Linked DNA regions of Anas platyrhynchos: region 2 is linked to region 1. The links are chromatin contacts, called in public Hi-C maps. All regions are on one chromosome and are shown on one strand. The core of a region is the stretch at or near the end of the contact, and the rest is flanking DNA. Distances in the headings are between cores, read along the strand shown.

Region 1 (6,797 bases), core at 812-3,311:
CCTCTTTATAGGCAGCTTTATCATGAGGATGGCATCTTGCTCTTGCTTTGGAAATGCCCAAAGAAGAAACCAGGACTAAGCCTCCCTGCTGAAACACACCCCTGTGTGTGCACCAGCGTGTCTTTTTCCCCTTGCTCTCAGCGGAGGTGTCTGGAGGGGGGCTGGCACCTCTCTGCAGGGAGGGCTCCGCATCCTCCACGCGGCACAGAAAAGCCTCTCCCCAAGCCTGGTGGCATTTCCAAGCCCCCAGGCTGGAGGCGGTGGTGGCTCTGGGTGTGGGGAGGAAGCTCCGGGTGACTCTGACTCACTGCGTCGCAAGATTAATTGCCAGGCATTGCAGGAGGTTTATCACTGCCACCCTCGGCTTGCTGGATCGCACCTCTCGCCGCGGCTCCGCACGCCAGCGTGCATCCCGGGGAGCTGGGGGGGGCAGGAGCAGGCTCTGCATGGAGCCCATCGGTGGGCAGGGGCAGTGCCAGCGGGGTTTACCCCCTCTGCACCCCCTGGTTCAGCCCCATCAGTCACCTTGAAGCCAGGTCACGTCGCCCTCCCTCTCCCCGCCGTGTGGCTCCAGCCATGCTGCCACACGCGGCTCCTTTCCCTGAGCTGTGCTGCGGCCCCCCAGCAGGGCCCGCCAAGGGAAGGCGGTGGCAAATCTGCTCTCCAGGGCTCCTCCGGACGTGTGCAGGGACTCTCCGTCCTGACAGCCTCAGCCAGAAGGTCCCCCAAGCGCTGACAAGCTCTGCAACTGTGATGAACCAAACCTTTTGCATAATCAATAATTAATGTCTGGGGTTTCCAAGCAGCTAATTAATCTCTTGGTGAAGCAGGAAAAAAATATTTAGAATAAATGTAGGTGTTTTTAAGCCAGGTGAGCAGAAGTTCATGCCTGATCCAGGCTCTGCTTTCAAGCCCTGTCCTTCCTGAACATCCCTGGAGAGCTCCTTGCTCAAAGTGATGCTATTCATTGCCAGGGAGTGGACAATATTGATCATAAATATTTGCCTAATGAGATCATATCTGCTTTCCAGCATATGCGGTGAGTGACCTCGGAAGGCCTGTGTCCTTTGGGTGAGCTTGCAAAGCACTCTGTTGTCTGGCTGAGTGCTCAGCTCTTGAAGTGAGCTGTACCGGGTCCGTGTGCTGGGGGACGTGTGCTGCTGGGTCACTGGAGGCTGGGAGCTTTGCTGAGACACACCAGAGCATCCAGTCCTACTGTTGACCCAGCTGGGAAAGGCAGAACGCCCATCCTTCAGGCTCCAGGTTGAGGCAAAGGTTTGAGGGGATGTCTCTGGGTCACTGGTTTCAGACCTGGGGAATCTTGCAGGCTTCTTTGGGTGAAACATCCCACCTGCAGCAGCACTCCCACCTGGGGGACCTCTGCCAGCTCCACTACAAGCTCCAGCAACAACTAAGCTCAGGTAGCTCAGCCCTGAGACACAGATTTGATTCAATTTGAGGAAATAGGAGGGAAGCAGGGAAGCGACGAGGAAAGGTCCGTTTGCAAATTTCAGATTCAAAGTTCAGCTTTCAAAGAGCCTCCTCCGAAAGAAGGCCAGCCAAGGGTGCTTGACCTCCCGCTGCTATCCTCTGCACCAGGGCAGCACTCCTGTAAGCTGGCGCAGCTGCCTGGCTTGTTCTGCCCACAGGAGGATGGAGCGAGCAGTTTCATCTGGCTCCTTCAGCCTCCGTGGGTCAGAGGGGATGGACTCACACGCCTTGTGCCGAGCTGTCCCCATGGCAGCTGGCTGTCCATCCTTCCTCTCCTGTCACTGGGGAGGAACAGATCCTTTCAGAGTGGGATCTCTTTGCCGCATGAATGTCGACACTCTCGGGGCCCGTGCTGTCCTTGAAGCACCTGTTTCTCTCTGTGACTTTTGGTGTCCTTGTGTGGCTATCCCCAGCTGCAGCCCCGCGAGGTCTGGCAGACGAATCGTGGCAGGTAGATGACCACAGCTCCTCAGTGGTGATGGGGGAGAAGGCTTTGTAGGGTTCTGGTCAGCACCAGACGTGTCTACTCCACCTCCACACTGGGTGTTCAGATGCGGGCTTGCTGCAGTCCATGTATGTGCTAGCAGGCTATGAATTTGCTCTCCCCAGCCCTGGCTTCTCAGCTTGTCCCAGAATAGCCAAGTCACTGACTCGTGGCTCGTTTTGAACGATTGCCAAGCAGCTGCAGCTGTCCTTGACTTTATCGCTGCTCCAGTGCGGCTTTGCCCAGCTCCACAAGTTCACACTAGGAGACTCCACTCCCCCTTCCCAGAATAGAAGACATCCAGGGCCCAGCGTCAGCAAGTTTAGCAGCTGTGGGAAGCGTCCTCTGAGCAATCAGTAATTTGTCTGGTTGAAAGGCCTCAGTCCTTGTGGCTAATGAGTAGCTCAAGATGAGACCTGTGATCTTCTCACCCTCTTGAAGCCTTGCTGGTGACTTCCAAGGACTCCCTGGCTTGCTCCCACCTCCGTGCCAGCTCACAAATGGCATGTAAGCTGATCCTCTGCAACTGACCCAAAGCTCATGGTCAGCTCTGGTTTTCTGCTGCTGCTCCCCACACTGCTCTCAGCCACCTGTCTCCATCACACCCTCTGCATCCTTCTCCCCGATAGACTCCTACCTTCCTCTCTGTTGATCCCACATCGAGCACTGCTCTCTCTAAACCATCCTTGGTGTGGTTCAATGCTTGTCGAGGAGACATTGTAGGGGCTCTGTGGTAGGCAGAGGGACTGATGATTGATGGTGATGATGCAATGACCTGCTTCTGATCCTTGTAGCCAGCTCCTTGAGTCTCCAGCCCCTCTTAATCCTCTCTTCAACTTGGAAAAGAATACAGCTTGTCTTCTGAAGAGGCTTAGGTATGTGAGGACTGACCTTGGGTTTGGTTCATGCTGATGGAGTGTAAAATCAGAGCACAGGGCAGATAACTCAGCCAGGGGAACAGGTCGACTGGATAGCAGTTGTATTTCTGTGCAGATGCTTACTGCATTCACCCACTGGTTTCTGCAGGAGCAGCATGGAAAATTAAGGCACAGTGCGATTAATGGATTTACCTGAGACCTGTCAAGCCTCCTTGTCCATTGCTTTAAGTGTCTCTGCTCCCCTAGAGAAAGTTCAGCTCCCAGAGAAAGTGGATTTCTTCACTTTCAGAGGTGTTACAGGCTTGGAGTGTTAACTGCCCCATGTTATCATGCATTGGCTGAAGGATGGGAACATCTTGGACCGAGCTAATTCAGTGGTGTTATCATTGCTGGTTCTCTGAGCTGTATGATGGGGCGTCATCTGCTCATCTGCCTTCAGGTTTAGTGGCCTTGGGGTGAAGAAGAACATGAGCTCAGGGCAGCTGGGGGGGATTACTGCACAGGACTGCAGGAGCTTCCTCTCAGCTGGGAAGGATGGCAGGAGCAACACGAGTGGTGGAAGAGCTTGAGAAAGGAGGGATTCAGGGGGACAGCCTTCCAGTATGAGGAGGTTAGCGAGAAGATGGAGCCAGACTCTCGCAGTGGTGTACGGTGAGGAGGAGAGACAGTGGGCACAAGCTGAAATAAAGGGAATTCAGGCTGGAGACAGAGGCACACTTTTTCTGCACAAAGACAGCCAAGCACCAGCAGGTTGCCCGGAGAAGCTGTGCAGTCCCCATCGTCGGAGGTTTTCAAGCCCCCAGTGGACAATGTGATCTTATCTCACAGCTGACTTCGCTTTGAGTGGAAGGCAGGGCTAGAGACCTCCCGAGGTCCCTTCCAGCCTGAGCTATTCTGTAACGCTACAATGAGGTCAAGATGATTGAGCAGTGAAGGGCAGCACTCCAGGACCTCTCCACCGCCCCACACGACTACCTCCACAAGCAGCTATTCTGGCTACCGAAGGCTGGAAGTAGGTGGCTGAGCCACGCTTAAGATCTCAGTGCATGGGATTCTTTTGTTCTGGTGCTTTTTTGGGGTTGATTTTTAGTCTAGATCCTTTCACTGAGCTGTTCATAGCATGGCCTTAGGAAGCAGCTGGTGCGGCAGTGGGTGCAACAAGCACTTGGAGCTCTGTGTCCAGGTCTGGAGCCCCCAGCAGAAGAAGGATGTGGAGGTCTTAGAGCGGTTCCAGAGGAGGTCCACAAAGACGACCAAGGAGCTGGAGCACCTCTCCTGCAAAGAAAGGCTGAGAGAGCTGGGGCTGTTCAGCCTACAGAAGAGAAAGCTCCTGGGGGGACCCCATTGCAACTTCTCAGTACTTGAAGGGGGCTTTTAAAAAAGATAGAGAGCAACTCTTTGCTCAATCGGATAGTGACAGGATGAGGGGGAATGGTTTTAAATTAGAAGAGGGGAGATTTAGATTAGAGGTTGGGGGGCAATTTTTCACTCAGAGTGTGGTGAGGCACTGGAACAGGTCGCCCAGAGAGGTTGTGGATTCCCCATCCCTGGAGGTGTTCAAGGACAGGTTAAATAAGCCCCTGAGCAACCTGGTCTCGTGGGTGGCATCCCTGCCTATGGCCAGGGGAGTTGGAACTAGATGACCTATGAGGTCCCTTCCAACCCAGGCCATTCTATGATTCATACGGCAGCAAGAGGGAAAGATCAGGCAGAAGGCAGGTCTGCACAGTGGCTGCTGCAGAAGCTGGTGCAGAAAGGACACCATGGCTGAAAGAACAACAGGTCACCCAGTGCCACGTTCTGCTTCGGGTTGGCACCCTTGCTGGCACTGGGACAATGAAGTCTGGTCTAGGGCAGCAATGGTTAAACTAAATTGCAGTGCTTACAGAGAAAGTGCCTGGAGAGAAAATGCTCACAACGCCTCCGGGAAAACAGAGGTTCACAGGGTCACTCGCCTTCCACAAGCATTCAAGTGGCTGCCTTCTGAGCGAGGACACCGGACCTGGCAGTGCTCACACGCCATCCACAGCACCTCCTGGGCACGCATCCCCTCCCAGGTGTGGGGGCGAAGCAGCAGGAGGCTCACAAGGCTCAGCAGCCAGCCGGCTGTGCCTGAGCCAGCGGGACGCGCAGAGATGTGCTCACGCCAGCCCTGCTGTGCTGCAGGCTCAGGGCCTCCAGGGGAGGAGAGGGACACTGCGGCAGCCGAGTCAGTGTCTCCATGAGCTCAGCCTCTCAGACAACCCTGCAGACCACAGTGGCTGGCCTGGCGGGGATGTGATGTGCAGCGCAGTGGTGGTTCTTCCCTTTCTGTTTGCTTCGACCTCTTTGTGAGGGAGGTTTTGGTGCCCAGGTTCACATCCTCTTTGTCAAAACAAGGTCAGCTCTCAGCTCCACGTGCACTTCGGTGCCCAGGTAGCAGCCAGCAAGGCGAGCGGCACCTGGGGGTGCGCAGCTGCCCGTTCCCAGCCCTGCTCCCCAGGGACACGTGCTGCCCAGGCTGGGGAACGCTGGTTCCTTGGCAGCTCAAGGTCCAGAAAAAACTGCAGTCACACAGCTATATATAGCCCAGGAGAGCGGGCCGTGAGCGCTGTGACGCAGCCTGGAAGCAGCGCCTGGCAGCTCTCCAGCAGCTGGCAGCGAGGCGCGTGGCTTTTGCTTTTTAGGGGCAGTGGTGTGCAGGGGAGGCGGGGGGCAGGGGCTGGCAGCGGGAGGGATTCAAGGGGGACTTCATCCTCATGGGGCTCCAAGTGCTGGAGCACAGTGGATGTGATGCTGCTCACGGTATCTGGGGCTGGGAAGAGTTTTTTTTCCTCTGGCCTGAGGATGGAAGGGTCTCTTGGGCTGTGAGGGCTCCTCAGAAGGGAAGCAGAAGCCATCACCACTGATCCAGCAGGGCCAAACCAGCAGGACCAAAGCACGGCAATGAGCCAGCTAGTCCCAAACCACGCTGACAGCTCCATCATCACCTTCCTTCATCACCTCACCAGCTGCAGCTTCAAGGTGTCCTCTGCTGTCCCAAAGCCTGGGGAGACCTCAGGGAAGGGGCATGGTGGGGCAGGATGTTCTGCTGGACCCTGGGAGCTTCAGGTCTACAGCCAGGACATGCTTTGGCCCTACTCATGACCCAGAGCTCTGCTTGGTGCCTGGCTACTGGGTGGGAACAGGGCCTGGTGGCTCTCCCATGGCACCGAGGGAAAGCCAGGAGATGCTTGGAGCAGCACAGGGTCTGCTGGAGTCAGCACCTCTCCACATCTGGACAAGCAGAAACCCCCACCAGCAGGGTCTGAGGTCAGCCTCACACAGCTGCTTGGCTTGGACAGGGAGGGACTCGCTTTGCCGTGTTAGCAAATTGATTGTTAGCAGTGAAACCCTACTGATCAGAATCAGAATAAGCTTCTGAGTGATTCCTGTGCCCATAGATCCTGACTGAGGCTGTGGAGGGCAGCAGTAACCCTGGCACACAGCACATGGAGAGCTCCAGCAGGCAAATACCAGCCTGGAGAGCAGGGCTGGCAGTGGGTTTAACGCACTGGTGGGGATTGCCACATCTCGGGCTGCAGGAGCAGCCCCAGCCCTCATTACTGGCACTCGGATGTGTGCTCAGCCCCGTGGGACGAGGTGGGAGAGGTGGGTAGCGAGCCCCCAGCGGGGGTGATGGCCTTGTCCTGCTCTGCAGCGGTGACCCCGGGTTCAGGCTCACTTCCCTGCCCACGCCGAGGCACGGAGCAGGGTCCCACCAACCCAAACACCTCTCTATGGGTTTCACAGTGCTGAAGGAGCAGAGAGTGCCCCAGCATGAGTGCTCCAAAGCAGACGGCACTGCCGCACAGAAACCTGTACCCAAATGCTCCGTATCGTGTTGTACAGCATGTCTAGAGTCAGGCCAACAAATTTAGACCTGAAAATGCATATAATTGCCAGGCAGGACTTTGAGGCTGGAA
Region 2 (6,162 bases), core at 1,545-4,044, 66 kb before region 1:
GGGGAGGGGAGCGGAGAGGGGGGGGGCACAGACACGCTCATGCAATACCGCCATGTGTTTACAGCTAAGCTCCCGGCGTTATTTAGGGATTGTAAAACCACAGCAGAGCTCTCTCTCCCTCGCTCGCTGCAGCCAATTTTTTTTTTTTTTTTTTTTTTTCCTCCATGCGGCTTTCATTGCAGCAGCAAAGGTCAGCCCTTCTCCTTTGAACGCAGCACCCCCCCCCCCTAAACCCCCCCTCCCGTTATCAGATGAGGAAGCCGAAGGGGGGGACCGCAGCTGAAAGGCGTGCACAGGGGTGCCGGGGTCAACGCGGCGCAGCCAGCGCGACGGCACAGGGTGTGCTCGGGGTGGGGAGCGGAAAGAAAGGATGGAGGTGGCGGTGGTGGTGGGAGGCTGGAGAGGGGAGAGGAGCCCCAGCGGCGCGGGGGAAGCGAGGGCCGACGGCAGAGAGCGTGTGAATAATGGGGGCAAATATAATCTAGCTGATTACGTGCAGCTCTCGCGCCGAGTCCCCGAGCCCGTCTCTGGAGAGCTTTTATGCTGCGAGGACAAAAATCGCTGCCAGGGCGAGCCGAGCGCGGCTCCGCGTGCCTGAGCGCGTGGCCGTGGGGGTGGCCCCGTGGTGCTCAGCTCCTGGGGGGAGTGGGAGCGGAGCCCCCCCCGTGGGGCAGCCCCCCCTGAGCCGTGCAGCGCCTGGCGGAGGCTCCTGCAGGGAGCCCTTCCCTGCTGGCCCTGTCATAGCCGAGGCACCGAGCACGCCTTCAGACTTTGCCAGCAAATGGTTTTTAATTAAAACCAGAAGACGTTCCTCCATGTCCTGGCTCTTCAGCGATGACCACCGCTTACATCCTCCGCTTTTGGTCTTCCTTTCTGCACAGCTTGAAGCGCAGAGATGAAAGTAACCCAAAAAGCCCCAGAAAAAAAAGAAAAAAAAAAAAAAAAAAGGCAGCCATAAAATCGCGCTGCCCAGACGTCCCCCTCTCCCTTCCCACCGGTGCTGCTGCCCCGGGGGGGCTCTCACCGCCGAGCCCCTGCTCCAGGCACCGTGGGGATGTGGGCGCTGGCCCGTGGGCGCTGGGGCGAGATGCTGGCGAGTGGCACGGCCCCGCGAACACGAGCCTCGAGACGTGACCGGAGCCGAGCGGCCGGTGGCCGTTGCCTTCAGCCCTTCTAAAAATAACAGCCACGAGCACCACCAGCGCCATGCGTCTAACTGGAACCAGCTTTCGAAACTCCCAGCTGGAAGCAGGTTTCGAAGTGTATGTGAGCCTTTCTGGGAAAGAGCAATTAAAAATAGCGAACAACTGAAAGCCGAGCCTCTGCCGCAGGTCCTGCACGTGCCCAGGGTGGCAATGGAGAGCCTGGTTTGTCAGAGCAGGCGTTTCTTGCTGCTCGTCGTGGGGAGGCTCAGAACGAGGGCTTGGAGGGGTGCTGGGGGCTGGGGCTGCCCCTCGCTGCCTCCTGTGTGCCCACAGCATGGTGCCCATCCCGGGGGCACGGGGGCATGGCAGTGGGATGGGTGGTGGTGGCGGCTCCCACGCCACAGCCCCGCCAGCAAGAGCCCACTCGGGTGGTTTATTCCAGCATTTTCCCCAGCTGGCTGCCAGCACATTTGGGCTGGAGCTGGCAGGCGGCGTGCAGAGAGAGCTGGGGCCACATCCAGGCTGGAGCACTGCAGGGCAAGGCCAGGCTGTTCCGGGGGGATTTGATGGAGCCACATCCTACAGGGGCATGGGAAGTGCTCCAAGCATCCCGCATGGGCTTCAGTAGGCTCCTCGTGGGTGCTCCGAGCAGAGGCAGGAGGACACGCGGTGCCCTGGCAGCAGCACCCCCAGCCCCTGCAGCCCTTGGGCAGCTCCAGGGGGCTGCTCTGTCCCCAGGCTGTGTGTCGTCTGCTGGCCTTGTCCCCAGCCTGCTCGCATCTCCTCCCACAGCCCTAACAAGAGCAACTGGGGCCACCGCAGAGTCCCTGGAGCTCCCCCGATGGCGGCTCCCTTGGCACTCGTTTCCTCTCCGCTGCGTTCGCGCTGCTCTGTCCTAATTCCCTAACGAAGGGCCGCGCGAGAGGAAGTCTTGCGGAAGCCCATCCTGGCAGCAGCCTTCCTGCTACCAATCAGCTCATCAGCCCCTTCACAAAATGATTTCCTAGGGGCCGGACGAGATCCGTTTTCATGTATTTGGGCTGGCATAAAGCACAGACCTCTCCTTCCCGTCTCTACGCAATAGGTCCCCGGTTCTCCTCCCACCCGTTTTATGCTTAATCAAGGTCACAAACCAGGGCGTCCCATTCCCTCCTTTAAAGTGCTGGCAAAACACTCGGCTTTTCCTGCACCATCACCACGTGCTGGATCCCAAGGTGCCCCGAGCAACTCGAGTGCTCCCAGAGTGCTGAGCCCCGCACCGGTGCCTGAGGTCCTGCTGGTGCCCGTGAGGATGAAGGTGTCTCGTCATCCTCCCGGGGTACCTGCTGTCCTGTGTGAGATGGGTTTGCAAACACAAGTGGGAATGTCCATCACTGCTGCTTCTCCTCTTCTCACCAATGCTTGGCCCTTTTCTGGTGATGCCAGCGAACACAAATCCCTCTCCCGTTCCCATTTTGCTGCGGTCTGGAGGGGTCCTCCACCCCTTGTCACCCCTTAACCATTTTCTCTAGCACCTCCTGACTTTTCTCCCTCACAGCCTGGTAGCAACCTTCGAACACGTGAGGAACATGATGTGATGGGGCTGTGCGCGGAGCCCCCCGGCCACGCAGCGAGGCCAGCCTCGGCGCGCAGCCTCCCAAGGACACGGGAAGGCTGCGGTGCCGGAGCAGCCCCGGGGCTGTGCAGGAGCTGGGGAGCAGACAGATGAACTGACACGGCCAAGGCTGTGCGGTTGGTTGGGAATAGATCTGCCATCGCCTGGCGTGTGCTCAGCCCGGCTGCCTGTTATCCATCTTGCAAGCTGCCAGTTTTAACAATGGACATGCTGTCAATTCTCCATAATAAAATCCTTCCTCCACATACATATATGCGCAATCAGAGGCTTTTTGGTGGGGCTTTTCGTTTTTCTTTTTTGCGCCAGCCGCATCCACGCCACAGCCAGCCAACGACACGGGCAACGCTGGGCAGGAAGAGCCACGCGAGCAAAGCCGGGGCGAGGCGGGTGGGTGTCCGCAGCCCTGCAGCGGGGTCCCGGCGGGGCCAGCAGTGCCTGTGAGCACACGGAATTGGTTTGCGTGTGGGTGGTGCGTTCAATGCAAACCTCCCTTTGGGCTGCGGAGGTGCTCGTGGGTGTTGTGAACCTGGCGAGCGAGCAGGAGGAGGGCGAGGGCTCCCCGTGGGGATGCAGGGTGGGGGCTGAGCAGAGAGCAAGGGACCACAGGGGGCTGCAGGGGCTGCAGCCAGGATATGGGGACATGGCCTTGGCTGCCCTGTTCAGTTCTGCCACCCCCACACCCTGTGGGAGAGCAGGACGGGGTCTTGCAGGCAGAGCACGCTATGGGGTCCCACCAGGATCAAGCAGGAGACCAAGAGCCTCAGCCTCGCCGGTGCCAGCCTCGGTGGGGACGTGGGGGCTGTACAGGAGGAGCAAGCTGGGGGGGAGGCAGCTGGTGTGTAGGCCCACACAGAGGCTGCGCAGAGGAAGGAGAGAAGGGAAAACGGCTTCTTCAGAGCCCTGGATGCTGGGGAGGCAGCAGGGAGCCTCCCAAGAGGGAGAGGCCGTGCTGGAGAGGCCAGGAGTCTGGGATGGGATGGGATGGGATGGGATGGGATGGGATGGGATGGGATGGGATGGGATGGGATGGGATGGGATGAGGTGGGGTGGGATGGGATGGGATGGGATGGGATGGGATGGGATGGGATGGGATGGGATGGGATGGGATGGGATGGGATGGGATGAGGTGGGGTGGGCAGCACCACAGCAAATGGCTGGAGGGAGCTGGGGCTGGAGCTAAACTCCACTGGTGAGCTGGGGCAGAACCAAGGGCAGTGCCAGCGCAGCTCCCAGGTAGCAGCAGGGCTCTGCCAGGAGCCCCAAACCCTGCGGAAGCTTGGCCAAACCCCTGCACCCCACAGGCAGGAGCCCTTTCTCTTGGAGCCTGTCTGGGGGACCATGTCCCCACCCCAGCACTTCAGATGCTTTGGGCTTGGATCTTGGTTCCTGACCGGGTGGGGCAGAGCTCCAGCACCGCCGGAGAGCTCTTCCAGACTGTTGGGTGCATACTGGGGTGTACGTGCACAGTCCAGGCACGTTGCTGATAGCTGCTCCATGTGTCTCCCTGTCCATGCTCTCCCTCCTGATTAGCAGTTGTTTGATGGAAGGTGACAGCCCTTGGTAGACTCCTCTGCCCAAGGAGCACCTCCGTGGCAGCCTCGAGAGCAAAACCAGAAGCTCGGGGAAACCCTGGTCCCCCATCACTGTGGACACGGGCAAATACTTCTGGGGAGGCATCTCCTGGGGCAGCAGAGGCTGGGATGAGACCGAACAGTGAGCTGGGCTCAGCCAAAGCCCACGTATGGCTTCTGTGAGGTGTGGAGGAAAAAGAACCGGGTGGGAGCACCCAGACCAAAGGTGACCCCAAGAGAGGGCTGCGGAAAGGCACTGGGGAGGGATGAGGTGGCACGCGTGGCATGGGGAGCCCCTGTTGGTGAGAGGCTGGCGGGGTGAAGGTGCTGCTGGGCCAGTTTAATTCACTGGATCCCTCCAGCAACACGGTGCAGTTTCTCCCAGCTGTGCTTGTCTGCAATACAGCCATCCCTGCTTCCCCAAAATACTTGGGAGGGCTGGAGTAGGCCAACTCCACCACCCTCATCGATGCTGCAGGGAGCCTATTTTAAGCCTTGCTAACGTAGGAGGATTAAATTTGGCTGGCTGAGACACGTCCTGCTCCCAGCTGTCCCCCCAGCCTCCCCTGAGGTTGGCAGCTCTGCGGCAGGCACGTCTCGTGATGCAGGAGGCTGCCCTGACCCTCCCAGGTCGCCTGCCCTAGCGCAAGGGGAAACCAAAACCAGGGCATTTTCCATCTGCGCTACGCATCTCAGGTTCGCAACAAAAGCTCTTCCAGGGGCAGGAATCAACGGGTTGAAATGTGGAGTCTGTACGCTCCGGGGCCAAACCTGGCCGAGGTTGGCTTCGAGGCCCCCCAGCCCCACAACTGCTCCAGCCCCTCTGCGAGGAGCAGTGCCAGGCTCTCACACTGCACCCAGCCAGCGCTGCAGCAGCGCGGGGGCCTGCGGCTTTTCTCCCTGCCAGCATGCTGCTGGGGGGGGTGGAAGCCAGCAGCAGCACGGGGCTGCCCCTGCCCTCCCACCGGAGGATGCAGGTGTTTGGGCAGCCCTGCCAAGACCGCTGTGGTGCTTCGCCATCGCACACCCTGTGGGGTGCATGGTCCTGTAGTTTGCCCTCGCTGCTCTGGATTCCCCGCGCGTTATACGCTCCCGGTCAGTCATGTATTTTTATTAATTTATTGCCTGATTTATTCTTGGAGCACTTGCCGGAGAGCCCTGTGGAAAGCTGCATCTCGCCTGCACAGATTTATCTGCCTAGAGCCAGCGGTGTAGGTATCGAGGAGGACATCACACCAGCCATCGCTGGCTGAGTTACCAACCAAATTTCCAGCTGGAGGAAATGAGGCAAGCGGTGGAGGGGACGGCGCTGATTTACACCCAGCCCACGGCCTCCTCCCGAGCACTGAGCTGGCCTCCGTCACTGATTACCGCTGCCATGGGGAGCGTCGCTCGATGGCTCTTCCTCAGTTTGCTCGTTTGGAAGATGGGGGTAATAATACCCATCACCTATTTGCCATGCTGTTGTGAATTTTCATGAGCTACCATCTGAACGGGGCTTTGAGCAGGAAAACTGCTGTATCAGCTCTAGGCAATGATAAACAATACTCAGCATTTACATATTCAAAGCACTTTGATTAACTCTTGGGGTTTAAGGACTTGATTCAATTCCCACCGAACTGCGATGGCAGCTGGACGGGGTTATCGGCAGCGCGGGGCGGCCGGGGCTGGGGGTGCTGGGGCCTCACCCCCCGCCTGCAGCCGCTTTGCGGAGGGGAAAAGCCCTTGCAGAAGTCCCGCAGAGCACCTCGCACCTTAAACCACTGCCGAATAAAGGAGGAAGGATGAGAAAGGAATAACGCTCATCCCCGCCTCGGTAAGCGGCGAGATC

What was found. Hi-C and Micro-C count contacts between places; a contact is called where the count stands out from the background.
Region 2: a Hi-C map of subcutaneous adipose tissue shows a contact between it and region 1, with 2.7 times the contacts expected there. The contact joins two enhancer-like sites. A contact is called at or near these places in 4 of 8 Hi-C or Micro-C datasets (liver, skeletal muscle and subcutaneous adipose tissue).

Annotation. Positions count from the first base shown.
Region 1 is chr14:12,134,280-12,141,076 of IASCAAS_PekinDuck_T2T, reverse strand. The region is part of intron 1 of LOC139998665 (a long non-coding RNA gene); the gene reads left to right. Among named protein-coding and RNA genes, the nearest start is that of CXXC5, 49 kb to the left of the region's middle. Within about 2 kb of position 2,061, at least 5 of the 8 cell types and tissues checked have an H3K27ac peak or open chromatin away from gene starts, as enhancers often do.
Region 2 is chr14:12,201,518-12,207,679 of IASCAAS_PekinDuck_T2T, reverse strand. All of the region lies in intron 2 of NDUFA2 (NADH:ubiquinone oxidoreductase subunit A2), which reads left to right. Among named protein-coding and RNA genes, the nearest start is that of CXXC5, 18 kb to the right of the region's middle. Within about 2 kb of position 2,794, at least 2 of the 8 cell types and tissues checked have an H3K27ac peak or open chromatin away from gene starts, as enhancers often do.